Regions from separate parts of the Hordeum vulgare genome. Here region 1 is linked to region 2. A link is a contact called in public Hi-C data. All regions are on one chromosome and are shown on one strand. The core of a region is the stretch at or near the end of the contact, and the rest is flanking DNA. Distances in the headings are between cores, read along the strand shown. Region 1 holds the start of LOC123452135 (organic cation/carnitine transporter 7-like). Region 2 has its middle 29 kb from the start of LOC123398249.

Region 1 (4,373 bases), core at 1,479-3,978, 140 kb before region 2:
AAAACACCATCTTCAATGGTGATGACCATATTATGGTCATATCTCATCGCATGATTTCGAAAACTTGTTCACAAATGCAAGAAAAAATATTTTTTTAAATTTTATTCACAATTCACAAGTTGAAACAATGTTCATATTTTTTAAAAAATATCATGGTTGTCAAAAAAGTTGGTAACTCAAACAATTCTTTTGAATTTAAAGAAACAGTTTTTTAGAATATAGTATAATATTCCGATCCACCATGACAATTAATTCTTTAAAATTTAGTCAGGTATATAATCTGAAATACTCAGAAGCATTACTGTTGAACTGCATACATTCGATCATTCGTGAATATTTTTACAAATTTGGGAACATTTTTAAAATCAAGAACATTTTTTACTATTTATAAACATTTCTGTAAAATTCCAAATAATATTATATATTACAAACTGTTTTCAAGTATTTTCTTGTGAATTGGTGAATAATTCATTTTTTTAATTATCAAACATTTTTTTAATTGCACTAAAGAAATTGCTAAAAATGATGGACTTTTTTTTATTCACGAATATTTTATCCAAAATTACGATTTTTTTAATATGCAATTTTTTTACAAAAATCCCGAACAATTTTTGAATTTGCAAACATTTTATGTTTTATCAAATATTTATGTGAATATAATTTTTGAATTTCGAATGTTTTTTTATTTATTTGAATTAAAAAAAATAAAAAGGAACAGATAAATAATAATTAAAAACTCAAAAAACAGGCCCTCGTCCATGGGCTGGCCCAAATGGACGTGCTGTTTATTTTCCAGCGAGCAGAACGTAGTATAGTTGGTCTCTATTCTTGGACCGGCCCATGCCAGGATTCCCTGCAAAACCTTTTTTATAACTTATAGGTGGCATTGGTGGATAATATTAAAGAATTTTGGAGGCAATTTTAATGACGTACCACAAACGCAATAGGTGTTTTATTAGTAGGGATAGATAAGTAGTGTGGACAGGAGAGTGGCATTTTGTAGGACAACATGCCTGCCAAGGATATGCTTAATTAGTATGGTACATCATGCCTGCCAAGGATATGCTTAATTAGTATGGTACATAATAAGATGCTTCCTGCCCGGCCGGTAGACAAAATGGAGCAGACAATCCAGAAAAATACAAATGAAAATGAACTTATAGGGGCTGGTGGTTGAGACTTTTTACAGTGGGAGTAACACAAACAATAGCATGGATGTTACATAAGCAAAAAATAATAATAATGTGATAGCTAATTAATAAAAATATATTAAGTAACATAGTTAACTACTCATATTATGAGTAACATGACATATATCAAGACGTATATGGTGACTTCGTAAATTTCAAGATGATATACCGGTTCAGTTTTTCGAAAGTGCTCATCAGGGTAGGATATGCGGGTGTGTTCACATGAGTGAGTGTATGCGTGTATATGACCGCTTGCATCTATACTGTGTTAAAAAACAAAATGAGTCTATAAACTAATAAATAAAAATCTTTATGTTATCATCTCTAGGTTATTATCCATTATAAAGATAGTAACTTAGACTAAAAATATATACATGTTTATAAAAAACATATGCATATTTACTAGTATATTTTATTTTTTATTATGGATAGTCTGAGTGGCGTATGCAGTGTTATTTACTTCGAGTGGCGTAAATATGAATATACATATGTACACCTTTCGTTCCTAAATATTTGTCTTTTCAGAGATTTAACGACGGACTAGATACGGAGCATAATGAATGAAATTACACTCTAAGTTATGTCTGTATACATTCATATGTAATCTATAGTGGAATATCTAGAAAAACAAATATTTAACGGAGCGAGTATATGTTTGTGAATAATCTGAGTGGTGTATGAATGTATATGTTTATTAGTAACATATGAGCGCTTGCATATGAGACTCAAAGCACTTTAACTCAATTAGACTCAAAATGAGCATAGTATAATGAAAATATGAAATTTTTGAGATGAGCCATATAAACCGGAAAGGAGGGAGTATATAAATACTAACATGACTAGTAGACATATACATACTTTATTGTGGATAGTCTGAGTGGCGTATACATATACATATTTACGTTTGTCTATAAATGGATGTATCTAAATATTAAAAGCAACCCCAATGGGGCGATCCATTTCGTCTGTCGTCGTCCGTTTGGATCCGCGCGGACAAAAGTGATAGCCCAATGCGCGAACCCATTTCCAAAACGCGTCCGCTTTGCGTCCGCGTCGACCCATTTCTGACTCAAATTTAGGACTGAAATGCGTCAACGCGGACACGAAACGGACGCGCGCACGCCCTCTCTGTGTCTGCATGTGGCCGGCCTGGCCTACTTGTCACACAACCACCCACCCACCTCTATCAACTTATTTAATTCGCTGGCTCACTCCCACCCACCTCTCTCCTATTATTATAATACTACAATGTTGCTGGCCACTTGCTTCCCGTTGGACGCATGTGCCGATCCATTTTATAAAAAGAAACGGACAGGCCGACGGACGACCCAAACGGACGAAAAGCAGACAAATCAACCGTCCATTTTGATCGCCCTGTTGGAGTTGCCCTAACACCTCAGATACATTCATATGTAAAAAATACAATTTTTTTGGAACGGAAGGAATATATGTTATTTTTTATTGTGGATAGTCTGAGTGGCGTATGCAGTGTTATTTACTCTGAGTGGCGTATGCAGTGTGGCGAGCATGGGCCTGGAACCGGTCGCATACGTCGTCGTCGGGCTCGTTCCTTCACTCCATCGAACACTAGAAACGAAATCTGTTCCAGCCGCCGCTGTGGTGCCATGGAACGAAGCAACCACCAACCAGCCAAACCAAGCACAGGGCCGTTCCCCACCCGCCACCGGCCGCCGCCCGCCGCTGACGCTTTCCTCTCCCGGCACCCCCATCCACGGTTCGCTCCTCCTTCTGACAACCCCTTGCCGTTGAATTTCGATTGGTTCCCAACTCGTCCATCTCTATGCTGCCCGCGGCCGTGGGTACCAAATCAATTTCTGTTCAGACTTAACCGCTGGGTGTTGTGGGGCGCTGTGGTCCGTCTGACTACAGCGACCCCGGCTGATTGGTTTCCCCGCCTCCTCCTCTTGAGCGTTACGAGTAGATCCTACAGTGAGGTGCTCCTCCTCCTATTTAGTGTCAAGTGTGCAGCAGTTTCAGACTTTCAGTCACATGCTTTTCGTACGATGAATTTGTTCCTGCAGCAGGCCGGATCTGCTCTCATCTGGATATACGGCACTTGCTTCGTTGTTGAATGAATATATTCGCGTTGACCTTCGGCAGTGGTGGCAGAAAGAGCTAGTTTCATTAATCTGCTCACATCTGAATATACGGCAACATGCATACTAGCTACATTTATTTTGGGTTTCAGCTGTACGTACGTAGAGTAGTTTTCATGTAAGCGACATGTGGACACAGTCTGACAAGAATGAGTTCATCATTTTACTCGCTTTGCAACCCGTCTTGCATTCGAGGAAGAGCACGTGCTCTGGTCATTCTAGATTCATTAATCACTACTGTATGCTTCATCTTGCACGAACATACTGAACATGCTTTTGCCTTTCAGGTCTGAAGTCTGAACCCTTGATCTTGATGTATGCAGCAAGTCATATTGGTTATACTTTTGGTCTCTACGAAGGATTATTTCTACATGGGGCATACTAAAGAGACTTATTTGGCCAAAAGTTTGTTAGAGACTTTCCTGTGATACTACCGATTAACCAAAAGACGCTGACAGCATGGAAACATACACCACGGATGACGCGCTTTCAGCCATGGGTTTTGGCAAATTCCAGGGGCTTGTTCTTGCTTATGCAGGAATGGGTTGGGTTGTAGAAGCCATGGAGCTCAATCTGCTGTCATTTGTCGGACCATTGGTTCGGGAGGAGTGGAAAGTATCTGCCCAAGATGAGAGCCTACTCTCAAGTGTGGTCTTTGCTGGAATGCTAATCGGTTCACTTGCTTGGGGCTTTGTTTCTGACAGATATGGTCGAAGGTATGAAGCACTTCCGTGCCTTGCTTTTTTTAGTACACGCAATTCTGAATGGGAATTTTTCTTGTTTCAGGACCGTTTTGCTGTTTTCAGCTCTGTTCACTAGCGGAATGGGTTTCTTAAGTGCTTGGTCTCCCAACTATTTATGTTTGATGGCTCTTCGGTTTCTCGTTGGCGTGGGAGTGGGCGGTGGCCATGTGTTCTCATCTTGGTTTTTGGAGTTTGTTCCTGCGCAAAATCGTGGCACTTGCGTTGTTCTCTTTTCGCTTTTTTGGACTATCGGCACTATCTTGGAGGCTTCACTTGCATGGGTATGGCAGATTTTGTGGCCCATTAATGTTGTGAATTATATA
Region 2 (4,775 bases), core at 1,846-4,345:
TGTCAAGATTGTAGGTGTTGCGACTTTGTGTGTCAGATAGATGGTTTCAGGTTGATCCATGTATTTATGCTGTCAAACTCTATTAAATAACAATAAATATGGTTGCATGCATCGATTGATGCAGAGGCCGGAGGCCATCCTTCTTTTCAAAAAAGAAATGGAGAAAGAAGGAGCATATATAAAGTTGTTTCCCTTTGCTAAAGTCATTGTTGCTTGACCAAATGGGCAATGCGCTTGAAGCTAAGCATCTAGAACACGAGAATGTCCTGGAAGATCAAGTAGCATTTGGTGAGAACGACCCTCCATGGTCCTCGTCCAATAATTGCCACTCCAGCAAACCGATCACATTCCATGCTCTTGCATGCCGTGCCACCCCAGCATCAGATGATCAACACCTACCTGCTGTCCATGGTTGGTCTTGGTCCTCGTGAACACTTAGTGTGCACACCTGGTCCCGTCAAACTTGGCCAGCGACAATGGACATCTGTTTTCACGAGGCGTTCAACAAACAAGAATTGTTTCTTTTATTTACTGCTCCCTTCATTCAGCATCAGTATAATAATATATCCAAATATACTTAAATTATTGATTGATGGATTCGCCGGCAATATACAACTAATGCAGACCACTTTGTCGTCGTGATCTCGTAATGCAGCCCACCATTGCTTTCACCCCCTTGTTAATCGAAACGGAAGTCCACGTAATTGTTAAACGAGACGTTCAAGTCTTCTAGAAAAGCTGATTTCTTCCCTGGTACGACGGAGTACGATGCCACGACTTCTCCCCCCTGTGAACGGGCTACGGTGACGTTTGTGCGGCTTTTACTTTCTTGCAGAGTTGGAGATATGATGTGGCCGGTTTTACTTTCTTGCAGACTTGGTGGTACTATGATGAGTTGATGATGCACCGTACGAAATGATATGATCGATCGATAAGCGCATGGACGATAATATAACCTTATGAGAAAAGCCTGTCGCGAGGAAAACCCTATGAGAATGAGATGTGCATGTCGCTGGACACTTCCTGAAGAACCTGTTTCCGGTTTGGACGCTGAGCCTGTCGACGTCGATCAACCCGCTAGCTAGGTAGTAGCCGCTGGTGGCTGGCGCCGGAGATCGACGGCTAAAAAGGTAGCGTTCGTTCATTAGCGGCCGGTGGATACTCTGCTAATCAATGGGTTCAGCAAGTGCAACTTGAGAATCTTTCTCCGTCCAACGCTAATGTTGTCCACTGGTCGTCCATTACGAAAGGGCTCACCACTCACCAGCAAACACACTGTGGAGTTGGCAGGCTTAATGCGGCAGCCATCCATCCATCTGATGGTAAGGTGATACTGTGATGCATGATGTGATTGATTGATCGACCGATGCAGGTCTTTATTTAATTATACCGCACAACTGATGGATATAGGTGCCCCCGCCTCGCATCCTACCTGGCGACTCGGGGAAACCCTAGCACCGTCCCCGCCGCGTTTTTCCCCTCTCTCCCTCTCCTCCGTCGCTGCCAGAGGGAGCCACGGCACTGGCTTGTAGCCTTGATGAAGATGGCGGCAGGGACCCTGCGTCTGGACGGCGGCGGTTCCCGGGGCGGCGGGAATCTTGCGCCTGACGGCGGCGGTTCCCGGAGCAGCGGTTCCCGGAGCGGCAGCTTCGTTCCAGGGACGGCGGCTACCGGTGGCAGCGGGGATCTCAGGCCTGGACGACGGCCCACGGGACGGTGGTGACTTCGGCCGGCGGCTCCTGGTGGCGCCTGGGTTCCAGAGCCTGGACGGCGGCGCCCGGGGCGGCGGCGGCTTCAGCTCTCGGGGCCGAGCCGCCTGGTAATCCAGCCTCATCCACCGCGCCAGCCTGGTTCCGGGTGCCTTTTCCTGGTGCTTGGTGGCCGGATCTAATCCGGTCTTGGCGGTGCCGACGGCGACGGCTTACCTGGGACCATGGTGGTGGCGGCGTCCCCTCCGCCGGGGATGACGGGTCTGATGGTGGGGAGACATGGTTGCCGGTGAAAACCGTGCCGGCGGCGAACGATGGCGGCTTTCTAAGCCGTTTCCTTGATGAATGCTTCGTTCTGTAACTACTGTTGATCCACTCGTCCTACTCCGGAAACCCTAGGATCTGGTTTTCCAGATCGGACGATGGCGGCATTGCGGTGTCGTTCCTCTCTAGGGAGCATCGTTTGTGGAGCAGTGCTGGAAGACGGTGGCAGGAGGTGGAGCGTCTTCGTCCTGCACGGAGCTTCAGTGGTGATGTCATGTTATGCCTGGCCGACAGGTGCTACGCTTTGTCATGCCTGGTCGGCAGGTGCTACGCACGACAGATCTTACCGAGCCTTCGCGTTTGGATGGACGAGCGCGGGGAGGTGGTGCCGTTGGGCGTCATGGTGGCGTCGACGGATGGCTGGACTGACAAGGATTATGCGGATCTCTTTCCTGAAGATGGTTCAACGGTTCGAGGATGATGGCGGCTTCTAAAACATGTGCATGTGGTGTCCGCTTTAGGTCTGGTGCACCGGCTGTGAGTTCCGATACGTTATGTGGATGGATCGAAGACGACACCGGATTTAGATATAGGGAGTGAGAGCACTCCACATTATCACGGTATGTAGGTGTGAGAGGGGGCTTCGGATGGTTTGATGTATGTACTTGTCAGACCTTTGTTGAATAAGTAATAAAGATGGTTGCATGCATCACTCGATGCAGAGGCCGGCGCTCGGCCTCCTTTTCTAAAAAAAAAACCTCTCTCCGGCCGGAATGTGCAAGCGGTTGCAGATATCATATCACTTGGAGTTGAGTTCGTCGTTTCCCCCTCTCGAGCCTTCTTGGTTTCCACATTGGCGCGAGAGAGATTTCTTGTTTTTGTTTTCCCAAACGGCTTTGCCACGGGAGTTGAGGAAGGGCAATTCGGCGCGAGAGAGGTTTTTGTTTTTCCAAACCGCTTGGTCACTTGGATGTCAAGGTAAGATGATGATGCGCTGGTGATTGACTGGACGACAGCGATGCGTGGTTGGTTGATGCTGTGACAGCCTCCCGCCCCGTGGACACAGCTCCGGGATCACTTTCCAGGTACAGTACTACTTCTGCTTCCGAGGACAGGTAAAGCTTTTTCAGCTTGCTGCTGCAGCATGTGTTCGTGTTCCTCCCTCGATGCTTACCCTGTCCACGCTGTGTTTGCGAAATGGTAAGCTGTGGTAGCACGTTGACAGCTACAGTAAAAAAGCATTGCATGTCTCCACGATACGCTTTTGAATATGTGATTCACCAAGCATGATAATGCCGTTTGTTAATCCCCTCGCCAAAGGGGTTGAAAGAGATTGGAGAGGTCTAAGGGGGATTTTCATTTACAAGAAATTTAATCCCTGCAGGTCCGAAGAAACTCAATCCCTCCCTGTCAGCAGAACAAGCCCTTATGCAGAGGACTTCGGGAGCTACTATACACTCCATTCGTACATAAATATAAGTTTTTTATAGATTATACTACGGACTACATACGAATGTGTATATATATATATATATATATATATATATATATATATATATATATATATATATATATATATATATAGTGTAGATTTATTTATTTTATTTTTTATATATTCTTTAATTAAACGCCAGAAATGATTTGTATTTACATTCTGTTGTTGGACTTCGGTAGTTCGTAATGGTTCCTGGGATTTCATGTTATTTTGGTGTTTGCACTTTGGGCTGTAAAACTGATAAGTTGTGGCTTCATTATCAATGAAATGGAGCAGGGGGGAACCCCTTTTATTCAAAAAACAAACAAACAAAGGGAGTAGACTGCTTAATCTTTATTGTTGATCAGTAATATGGACTGTTTAATCATGTATAGACTACTGAGTGAAATACACACTGCTTTGATTTTCTTTTTCCTTTTTTTAAGTGCATACACACTGCTTCGTTTTGACATTTTTGTATGGGTATTTAACAAAGTCTTTTTGTAGGGAAAGATAGTTCGACAAAGTTTTTTTTTTTACGGGTGACAAAGTTGTTTCCAGCAGAAGTTGGAAGTGTATGTGCAGGCCCGTGACCAGTCCAGGCCAACCCAGTATATTGATCATCTGTTCAAAAATATTAATACTGCACTTGAAAAATGTTAATCAAGAATTCAAAAATATATTAACTATATATAGAAAAAATGTTGACCAGGTATTCAGTAAATATTGAACTTGTATTTGAAAGATGTTAAACGTGTTTTGGACATATACAAAAAATGTACAATGTGTATGAAAAAAATAAGAATCCAAAAAATGTGAATCATGTATTTCAAAAATGTTAAATGTATGTATAGAAAAAAATATGATGTAATACTTATGTTGAATCTGTACTGAAAAACAATGAACACATGTTGAACAAGAAAATACTCCCTCCGTCCCAAAATAAATGTAGTTGTTCTAGTATAAAATTTATACTAATTTAATGTTAAATTTATGGCACTTATTTTAAGACGGAGGGTGTATAAAACAAAAAGAGAAACGAAGAAAACCATTGGAAAAAATAAAAGAATACAAAGCCGTAAAAACCAGTGCAAAACTGCAAATGAATGAAACCAAAAGAACCAGGAAAAAACAGGGAAATAGATAAAACCCAAGGAAAGGTGAGGACAAAAGAAAAAAAACAAGAATGGAACAAAAAAGACACAAAACCAGTGAAAACCGAGAAGAAACAAAGAAAACCATTGGGAAAGCAAAGAAAACAGGAAACCAAATAAAATTGTGAATGAAACGAAAGAAAGTTGAAAAAACAAAGAAAAACAAAACAAAAA

What was found. Hi-C and Micro-C count contacts between places; a contact is called where the count stands out from the background.
Region 1: a Hi-C map of leaf shows a contact between it and region 2, with 2.8 times the contacts expected there. The contact joins the promoter of LOC123452135 here to the enhancer-like site in region 2. A contact is called at or near these places in 2 of 6 Hi-C or Micro-C datasets (leaf and seedling).

Annotation. Positions count from the first base shown.
Region 1 is chr5H:522,543,588-522,547,960 of MorexV3_pseudomolecules_assembly, reverse strand. LOC123452135 (organic cation/carnitine transporter 7-like) reads left to right here and starts at 2,728. Exons shown (of 6, transcript XM_045128727.1): 1 at 2,728-2,925; 2 at 3,595-4,023; 3 at 4,094-4,331. The coding sequence starts at 3,767.
Region 2 is chr5H:522,406,446-522,411,220 of MorexV3_pseudomolecules_assembly, reverse strand. No RefSeq gene overlaps it. Among protein-coding and RNA genes, the nearest start is that of LOC123398249, 29 kb to the left of the region's middle. Within about 2 kb of position 3,095, at least 2 of the 3 cell types and tissues checked have open chromatin away from gene starts, as enhancers often do. A contact at or near this core is called in leaf, where this site is marked.